Linked DNA regions of Mus musculus: regions 2 and 3 are each linked to region 1. Evidence: chromatin contacts called from public HiChIP or PLAC-seq data. All regions are on one chromosome and are shown on one strand. Each heading gives the region's core, a stretch centred on a gene start, on an enhancer-like site or on the middle of the called end of the contact. The rest is flanking DNA. Distances are from core to core; before and after follow the strand shown. Region 1 holds the start of Pim1 (proviral integration site 1). Region 2 overlaps Cpne5 (copine V). Region 3 holds the start of Trp53cor1 (tumor protein p53 pathway corepressor 1).

What was found. HiChIP or PLAC-seq counts read pairs in DNA pulled down with a chosen protein or histone mark.
Region 2: a contact with region 1 is called in an H3K4me3 HiChIP or PLAC-seq map of embryonic stem cells, with 6 times the contacts expected there. The contact joins the enhancer-like site here to the promoter of Pim1 in region 1. A contact is called at or near these places in 6 of 484 Hi-C or Micro-C datasets (the G1E-ER4 cell line, Th1 cells, brown adipocytes and 2 more), 17 of 115 datasets of contacts at active chromatin or transcription factors (DN3 thymocytes, the HPC-7 cell line, acute myeloid leukemia and 12 more) and 1 of 9 other capture datasets (liver).
Region 3: an H3K27ac HiChIP or PLAC-seq map of embryonic stem cells shows a contact between it and region 1, with 2.7 times the contacts expected there. The contact joins the promoter of Trp53cor1 here to the promoter of Pim1 in region 1. A contact is called at or near these places in 5 of 484 Hi-C or Micro-C datasets (Th1 cells, embryonic stem cells, gonadal supporting cells and 1 more), 10 of 115 datasets of contacts at active chromatin or transcription factors (CD8 T cells, the SCID.adh cell line, astrocytes and 3 more) and 1 of 9 other capture datasets (pancreatic islet).

What each region holds. Positions count from the first base shown.
Region 1 is chr17:29,489,075-29,492,126 of GRCm38.p6, forward strand. It overlaps Pim1 (proviral integration site 1), which reads left to right and starts at 1,711. Exons shown (of 6, transcript NM_008842.4): 1 at 1,711-2,151; 2 at 2,251-2,357; 3 at 2,446-2,496; 4 at 2,591-2,957. The coding sequence starts at 2,070. Gm26885 (predicted gene, 26885) reads right to left here and starts at 2,470. Exons shown (of 4, transcript NR_168683.1): 1 at 2,103-2,470.
Region 2 is chr17:29,158,341-29,161,448 of GRCm38.p6, forward strand. It overlaps Cpne5 (copine V), which reads right to left. Exons shown (of 21, transcript NM_153166.2): 17 at 3,079-3,108; 18 at 2,770-2,872; 19 at 1,979-2,036; 20 at 1,612-1,685; 21 at 1-900. The coding sequence ends at 682. Among named protein-coding and RNA genes, the nearest start is that of Rab44, 46 kb to the left of the region's middle. Within about 2 kb of position 1,576, at least 25 of the 459 cell types and tissues checked have an H3K27ac peak or open chromatin away from gene starts, as enhancers often do. A contact at or near this core is called in embryonic stem cells, where this site is marked.
Region 3 is chr17:29,077,594-29,080,590 of GRCm38.p6, forward strand. It overlaps Trp53cor1 (tumor protein p53 pathway corepressor 1), which reads right to left and starts at 1,533. Exons shown (of 2, transcript NR_036469.2): 1 at 1,298-1,533.

The DNA.
Region 1 (3,052 bases), core at 461-2,960:
GAGAGCTCTGAACCCTCAGGAGCAGAATTTGGGCCATTCTCTCTGCTGTCGTATGACCCTGTGTCATCCCAGTGACGAGTCATTTTCCTATCTGCAAAAAAGGAAGTAATTCTCCTTCCCCTGGGTTTTTCTCCTTTCGTCATCAGAAATGAATGAGTTAGTCCACAGAACACAAACAAAGGGAAATATGTAATGTTTTGTAAGAGGCATCCATAAAAGTTATGGAGTCTCTGGGCATCTTTATAAGCAGCATGGAAAACTTGTAAAGGAAGCATTTAAACGCGTGCGCTAATGACTACATCCACAACAGGCTCGTTCCTCCTTTAAAGATCTCTCAGACCTAAGAACAACAACAAAAATAACGAACAAGGGGTGTAGCTGGCTGTCCATGACTCTGGCCACCAGTATCTCAGTTTATATGGATTACACAGAATGAGAGTTTACCCATTTCCACACGTCGTTATCAACTCTCCATGAAGTTCAAAAGGACAAAAGATGAAAGCGGACTCGGCTAGCTTTCCGTGGTATTTCCACGTGCATGTGGGGACTTTCCTTTGAGACAAGGCTGGGGTGGGGGCCAATAATATCTGGTATCGCCTGACTGCTAATACCAAGCTGATGAGAAGGTAACTACCGCAACAACCTCTGATTAAACCCAGCGGCACCCTCCCACCCTCGCCCGCGATCAGGAATTTTCCTGCTCCTCCCGCCCTCTCAGAAGGGGCTGAGGCAGCATTTGGCAAGAGAAAGCTAACGTTTGTGTCGTGATTTCCTCTCTCAGGCGCTCGGACATGGACCGAGGGGATCAGGTACCCCGGGTCCCTTCTAATTCTCTCTGCATTTCTAAATTGAGAATCTTTGTCACCGGCTCCTCGCATCCCAGGTCTCCCCCACTTTTCCTCGCAGGCCTGTGACTGGCCTCGGTGTGCAAAATGCCGGTGACTCACGTCTTGCACAGCCTTCGCCCCCAAAAACACAATCATCACCCCCAGGATCTAGCCCACATAACATCGTCAACCCGCCCCAGCAGCCTTGGAGGTCTCCGGGCTGAGTCACACCAGAGGACCACCCTGGTCGGCATCCACACACACGCGGTCCCTACTCATGGCTTCCGCGCCCGCCACACCAACGCCCTTCCATTTCTCACAACTTGCTACGCTCCAGCTCCAATCCTCGACCCCCCTCCACAACCCAAATCTCCGGGAAACACAGAGCCGGCAGAGCTGGCCTCGGGCGGCCTTTGATGGCTTTGTTATTGTTTGGGTTTGAATCGATACGCCCCTCCCCATCCTTCCTCCCCCGCCCGCGCGCGCCACCCAGCTCCCGCCTCCCTGCACGCCCAGCGCCCCTCCCCCTCCGTTTTGGCGCCTTTTCCTTCCCGCCACGTCGTGGCGGCGTTAGCGACCATTCTGACCGCGAGGCGAGAGGCGGGGCCCGCAACGCCTTATGCAAATAGGGCGTCTTCTGGTTGGCTGAAGCCGCGCCCGAGGGCGGGGCCGGGGAGAGGGGTGTAGCCGCGAGGGGGCGGAGCGGAGGGGAGCGGCCCTGGTCCCGCCGCCTCCCCGCCCCCTCTCCGCCCTCCGCCGCCGAGCCAGCCCGGCTCCCCACCTCGGCCTCCCGGAGAGGCCCCGCCCCGTCCCCGCCCGCCGCGCGCGCCCTCCCCAGCGGCGCGCTCCGCCCCTTTACTCCTGGCGGCGGGGCGAGCCGGGCGTCTGCAGCAGCGGCCGTGGCGGCGGAGGAGGCTGGAGGGGAGTCGGCAGTGCCGGCGGCGGGATCGGCAGTAGCAGCAGCAGCAGCAGTCACAGTCAGCAGCAGCCCTGGGTCCCGCAGCGCCTCTCGCCCTGCCGCCTCCCGCACTGCCTGACCCAGCCGGCGAACCCGCCCGCGGCCAGCCCCGCCAGCGCCCTCAGTCGTCCTCCGACTCGCCCTCGGCCTTGCGCGCCAGCCGCAGCCAGAGCCGCAACGCCACCCGCAGTCTGAGTCCCGGCCGTCGGCTCAGCCCCAGCTCGCTCCGCCGCCGCTGCTGCTCGTCCCGGCACCGGCGCCGCACCGACACCCTGGAGGTGGGGATGCTCCTGTCCAAGATCAACTCCCTGGCCCACCTGCGCGCCGCGCCCTGCAACGACCTGCACGCCACCAAGCTGGCGCCGGGTGAGTGTCCCCACCCCACCCTGGGCGCGCGGGTCGTTGGGACGCCGGGAGACCCCCGCGTGGGTCGAGCGCGCTGAGTGTCCCGTGCCTCTTTCCTAGGCAAAGAGAAGGAGCCCCTGGAGTCGCAGTACCAGGTGGGCCCGCTGTTGGGCAGCGGTGGCTTCGGCTCGGTCTACTCTGGCATCCGCGTCGCCGACAACTTGCCGGTGAGTGGGCAACGCCGCCTCGGGGAGGGCGCGCGGAGGGATGCTTTGAGCAGGAGGGTCTGATGGAGACTCGGGGGTCTTCTTCCAGGTGGCCATTAAGCACGTGGAGAAGGACCGGATTTCCGATTGGGGAGAACTGGTGAGTGAGCCGGAGCCAGAGACCCTCTCATGGGTGGGTGGGTGGCGACGGGCGTGCCGGAACCGGCGCGCTAACCCTCGCCCTCACTCTGCAGCCCAATGGCACCCGAGTGCCCATGGAAGTGGTCCTGTTGAAGAAGGTGAGCTCGGACTTCTCGGGCGTCATTAGACTTCTGGACTGGTTCGAGAGGCCCGATAGTTTCGTGCTGATCCTGGAGAGGCCCGAACCGGTGCAAGACCTCTTCGACTTTATCACCGAACGAGGAGCCCTACAGGAGGACCTGGCCCGAGGATTCTTCTGGCAGGTGCTGGAGGCCGTGCGGCATTGCCACAACTGCGGGGTTCTCCACCGCGACATCAAGGACGAGAACATCTTAATCGACCTGAGCCGCGGCGAAATCAAACTCATCGACTTCGGGTCGGGGGCGCTGCTCAAGGACACAGTCTACACGGACTTTGATGGTGAGCCAGGCCCCGGGGAGGGAGCTGCCCAAGGTGCCGGCCTGGAAGCCTCTGGCGGCCTCGGCTCCGGCCCTTTGTAAAGGTCATTGGGCCGC
Region 2 (3,108 bases), core at 326-2,825, 330 kb before region 1:
GAGGTGTGGACACTGAGGCCCAGAGAGCAGAGGGTGGGCTGGGTGGGTTCCTGCTGGATGTGGCTAGGGACAGGTTGGCATTCAGGGATCCCTGTCTCTTGTCCCCTAGCCACTGAAGGGCAGAGAGCAGGAGCAAGTTGGAGTGTGGGGGCTAACCCTGTGCCCTGCAGGTGAGTGGCCCCCAAGTTGAGCAGGAGACATCTCAGTGCTACAAGCTACCTGTGATAGCTCCAGTGACCATTCTAGAACATTCTAGCATACCACTGAGCCTTTGAGGATCAGGAAAGGGGCTCTATCTGCTCACATATGGAGTCCCTAAGAGGGTCACATGCATCCCTGGTAGTCTACCAGTCTGGGGTTCCCTGGAAACAGGACAGGGGATCTCATGGGACTGGGGACACTAGACACTAGGGTAGGAGGAGACAGGAGCTGGAAGAGGCCCAGCTGGGTTGCAAGAATAAGAAAGTCTTGGAGTTGTCCGGCATGGACTAGGGGGGTCCCCTCAGCCCCAGAATCTGTGTACCCCTTGTCTTCTATACCACAGTCCCCTGGATTTGGGTGTGAAGTGGGGTGAGGCCCTGACACCCCATTTCCCGCTGGCCCTCCAAGCAGAGTCTGGGAAACCGACCAGGAGGAGAATAGGGTGTCAGTCTACCCTCCAGGCCCTTGGTCCTCTCAGCTTCAGATATGCGTGTGCACGGGGGATCCAGGAGGTGAGTGGGCTGGGGACTGTGGGGGTGACTGAGCGGGTGCAGCAGGTGGCGGGCGTGGGCGGATGCCCTGTGCCTTCATGTAGGACACCAGTTGGTCCGGAATCTCAGCCAGAACATCCCGGGCCAGGCGGGCCATGCTCAGTACGTGGTTGCCGGTGCGGTCCACATAGTCCCTGAAGGGCACAAACTGAGAGGCAAGGAAGATGGGGTCAAGATGGGGCACGTGGGTCCCCTCCCAGAGAACCCACTCTATCCAACCCCCCCCACTTTGCGAGTTTCCCCGGGGATGGGCCATGCCTCTGTGCTGAGTCCTTCATCTGTATTCCACAGGAGGCCTAACACTGACCCAAGCCCTTCATCGGAGACTAGCAAGGAGAACAGAGGCTCAAAGGATGCTGGGAAAGGCTAACCGGATCCTGCCTCCTTGCTCCCAAGGGATGCTGGGAAAGGCTAACCGGATCATGCCCCCTTGCTCCCAAGGGATGCTGGGAAAGGCTAACCAGATCCTGCCTCCTTGCTCCCTTTTCCTTTCCCACCCCTCTCCAGGGGGACCCTCTCAGTCTCCTAGGACCCCAACACTTGTCTAAACCCACATCTAACCCAGCTTCCTCTCAATGCTGCCAACCTCTGGCTCCTTCCTGTCTCCCTCCTCCTAGGATCCAGGGTGCCACCTCCATCTATGAGGGCTCTCCATGCCACTGGAAGGCCATGTGGCACAGACTCCCTGTGCAGGGCTCTGGATTCCGTGGGAGCATCATTCAGGTTAGAAGGGACTTCCTAGAGGGCAGGGAGGGGTGGGGCTTCCTGAGAAGACTGGCCCAGGAAGGGATTCCAGTGTCTGTCCTTGAGATGCCTGTAAAGGCGCTCTGGCACTGCGGAAGGGCGGGGCCTGTTTCACCTGGACAATGTCTCGCTCAGCCAGCTTCCCCCTGGAGGAGATCCGCACGTCATCACCGTCCAGCTCCACCATGGCTGTAGAGACAAGGGATGTGTGCGTGTGATCAATCCCTCCAATCCCAGGCCAGCCCAGGGCCCTTGCCCCAACACTAGAAATGGGTGGAGACCTAGGGCCCTGCTCCTTGTCTGGGTTGAGGAGCCTGACCTCGGGATGAGGCTGAGACCTGCATGGGTACTGACACACCCTCTCAAGGCACACAAGTCTACCCAGACTGCATGCATGCCTGGGCATGAGCTCCAGCGGGTGGGGACGGGATGCCATGGGGTTCTGTAAGAGAAGGCAGCTGGGAAAGGGACTCTGGACTCACCATCGAACTCGGCCTGGCCCACGCCAACAATGATGATCGACATAGGGAGTTTGGCAGCCTGGGAAAAACAGGGGAGGGGCAAAAAGCTGTGTCAGACAGGTAGGGACTGGAGGGTGGGTCAAACAAAATAGGGCAGGGCAAAGGGATAGAGAATGAAGGTTAGGGGACCCCAAGGAACCCCAAGGGACAGGATAGGGAAAGGACACGGATCAAGAGAAGATAAATTGCTGGGGAGGTGGTGGGGGGCTGGGTCTGCCTGCCTCTGTAAAGCAACCTCCTCCCTCTGGTGCTAGGGCTCTACCATGAGGGGCTAAGGCAGCTGTGGCTAAGGCCCCTTTTCTGAGGAAACCATGGGTCAAGGTTAGGGAAGGGAGCTTTCCTCACTGAGACTCTCTGCTACATGACAGGCAAGCTGGGGCCTAGGGTGGGTGGCTGAGGGGGTCATGGGCTCCCCAGAGAGCATGGTCATCTGTGTGGCTGAGGTCTGAGCTCTCATAGGTTCAGGGCATCTCCATTCCCCAAACCCCTGTCTAATACTCTCTCCGTGTCCTGTCAGTCTCTGTGGAGTAACCAGATGACTTTATGGGGTGGCCAGTAACATTATGGGGGGCAGGAAAAGAAGCCACCCTGTGGTTCTTTAAAAGGAGCACCCCTGGGTTCTCTTAGGGGTAGGACAAGATGTTTTAGTCCCCTCAAACCATGTGTGTGTGTGTGTGTGTGTGTGTGTGTGTGTGTGTGTGTGTGTATGTGAGAGAGAGAGAGAGAGAGAGAGCGCGCCATCCTCCACTCACATTTACAATTGCCTCCTTGGTCTGTGCCATGTCCGAGATGACACCATCAGTGATGATGAGCAGCACAGAATACTGGGAGCCATCCTGCACAGCTGCGGCGTTCCTGTGGGAGTGGGGGTGGTGTGAGCACACAAAGGTGTAGCCTGGAGCCTCTGGCCCAGGCCCCCTGAACAAGGCTCCCAAACTCTCTGGTAGGACCTTAAAGGAAATCAAATGTCTGGGCCTCTTGCTGAAAGGTAAGCAGGTGGTAAGAGATGCTGTGTTTAGTTCTCCAGTGATGTTCCCCGGGGATCGCTGCCCCTGGCTTACCTGGCTACGTGAGTGACAACAGGAGCAAAG
Region 3 (2,997 bases), core at 283-2,782, 410 kb before region 1:
GGGTAGGAGAAGGAAAAGGAAGAGGAGGAGGAGGAGGAGGAGGAGGAGGAGGAGGAGGAGGAGGAGGAGAAGGAGAAGGAGAAGGAGAAGGAGAAGGAGAAGGAGAAGGAGAAGGAGAAGGAGAAGGAGAAGGAGAAGGAGAAGGAGAAGGAGAAGGAGAAGGAGAAGGAGAAGGAGAAGGAGAAGGAGAAGGAGAAGGAAGAAGAAGAAGAAGAAGAAGAAGAAGAAGAAGAAGAAGAAGAAGAAGAAGAAGAAAAGAAGTCCATGGTGCATCCAGCATGGAAAAGTTCTGGATTCTATAGGCCATCTGCTGGTCAACTGTTTCAACCAGAGGGCTCTCTCTGGAAGTAGACACAGGTTATGTGTGCCGCTACTACCTCTGGGAAGGAAATGGTGGCTGGAGGGTGGGGGTTTGTCTGGGGTCCGGAAAGACTTTTGTTTTTGTTTTTAACCAACATCCTTTTTCATCTTTTGACTGTTATTCCTGGGAATGTATTACGGACTCAACAAAATAAATACAGGAAATTATGGAAAAATGAAACTGCACTTTGGACTATACTACAAATAGAATTTTTAAAGATATTTGGAAAAAGAAATGAGCGGAGCGAGCAGCTGCTATTGATGGTGTCAAAGCAGTGTTTGTCTTCTCAATCCTGCTGACTGCAGTGGGTCCAGGCTTGGAGCGGCTCAGGCTAACAGCCCTGAGTGGGGGTGGGGTGGAGTGGGAGGTCGGTTGGCAAGCTCTTGGCTGAGGTTTCCTAAAACCTGGAGGGGCCGTGGCGGAGGCGGGGCTCTTCTTGCAGAAAGCCGCACAGCCCGAGGACAATTTGTTTTTGTTTTGTTTTTATGTAGCTTGCCATTGTTCAGTTTGATTTTTTTTTTTTTTCCCACACAGGGTCTCGCATAACTCAGGCGGAGGGCTGAAACTTAGTATGCCGCTATCTGGGCATCCAGCCCCCACCTCTGGAGTTCAGGGATAACCTACCAAGCCCGGTTTTTGTAGTGCTTAGAATGGAACCCGGGATTTCCTGTACGCTAGTCAAGCTCTCTACCAACTGAGCTACGACCCCGACTCCTTTCTTTATCGTCACGTAGTCCAGGCTGGCCTCAAAACTTCCCATGTAGCTGCGGATGACTTTGAACTCTGGATCTTCAGGTCTAAACTCCCTGTGCGGAGTGTGGGAATAAAAGGCTATGTCCTCGCTCCCCAGTGCTAGCTGTCATTGTTATTATTTTGAGAGAGGAAAAAAAAAAAAAAAGAAAGAAAGAAAGAAAGAAATAAGTCGAGGACACTCACGGAAAGCGAGTGGGACAGGCCAGGCCAGCTGAGGTTGTCCACAAGTTCTTGCCCTGGGTCTTTGGAGATATAATTAGCTGGTTTTTCCAGCGCTGAGTGGGTGGTTCACTTCTGCACCCCTGGCAAAGCTGGGAGATGATGCAACCGAAGGCAAGCCCGGGCAAGGCCGGCAGAGAGTTGTGGCTATGGGGCTCAGGCGACTTGGTCCTGGGCGTGGGGAGTGTGGGTCAGACTGCCAGGGGAAGCTAAGCCTGCCGGCTGCCCAAGTCTCCGCCTCTCCCCCCTCCCCCCATCCCTGCACAGTAACAACTTCTATTCTGAGTTCTTTCTCTCTGTGCTGCAGGTGGAAGAGTCCGGGGAAGAACTGGAGGCCACATGGGGGCCGGGGGGCGCTCTGTTCTGGGAGATTAAATCAGGCATTGAGGATGGAGAGAGGGCTTTTAATCAACAGGAGACATTTTCAGGTCACCATGTGCTCATGGGGTTAGCCAATCTTCTTTTACTTTTTTTGAGACAGTCTCCTGTTGCCACGGATGGCCTCAAACTTGCTAGGTAGAGGAGGATGCCCTTGATCTTGGGACCTTTCTGTCTCCATCACCCAAGTGCTGGGACTGAAGCCTTGCCCCATCATATCTGGCTGTGAAGTATAGTGTTTTGTTTTGTTTTGCTTTTCCCCTTGGTTTTTTGAGACAGGGTTTCTCTGTATACTGGCTGTCCTGGAACTCACTTTGTAGACCAGGCTGGCCTAGAACTCAGAAATCTGCCTGCCTCTGCCTCCCAAGTGCTGGGATTAAAGGCGTGCGCCACCACTGCCCAGCGAAGTATAGTTTTTAATTGTGTTCATTGTCACGTAAAGATCCTAAGGGCTGGTGAGATGGTTCAGTGGACTCAGGAGCTTGCCGCCAAGGTTGGCAAGCCCTGTTTGAGCCTCAGAACCTGGATGGTAGAAGGAGAGAACTGAGCCTGAATGTTGTCCTTTGACCTTCCCTAATGTTGTCTTGTTCCAGTGTATGTCGACACACAAGAAATAATGCAGTTAAAAGATAGGATAGGGCTGGAGAGACAGCTCAGCGGTTAAGAGCACTGACTGCTCTTCCAGAGGTACTGAGTTCGAATCCCAGCAACCACGTAGTAGCTCTGAACCATCCATAATAGGATCTGATACCTATTTCTGGGGTGTCTGAAGACAGCTACAGTGTACTTACATATAATAAATAACTAAATCTTTTTAAAAAATAGAATAGAGCCGGGCGTGGTGGCGCACGCCTTTAATCCCAGCACTCGGGAGGCAGAGGCAGGCGGATTTCTGAGTTCGAGGCCAGCCTGGTCTACAGAGTGAGTTCCAGGACAGCCAGGGCTACAGAAAAACCCTGTCTCAAAAAACCAAAAAAAAAAAAGAAAAAGAATAAAAAAAATAGAATAAAAGAATATTAATTTTTTATATTTATTTGTTTTGATTTGTATAGGTGTTTTGCCTGAATGTATGTGTGTGTACTTCATTTGTGCCATCCTGGGAGTAGACAGTACAGGAGACCAGCTCCTCTCCCCAGAGATGCCCACTGTCCTGGTCTCTATTTTCTTCTTTTAAAAATTTATTTATTTATTTTTATGTGTATGGTGTTCTATCTGCATGTACACTTGCATGTCAGAAGAGCATCAGAACGCATTATAAATGGTTGACAGCCACTATGTGGTTGCTG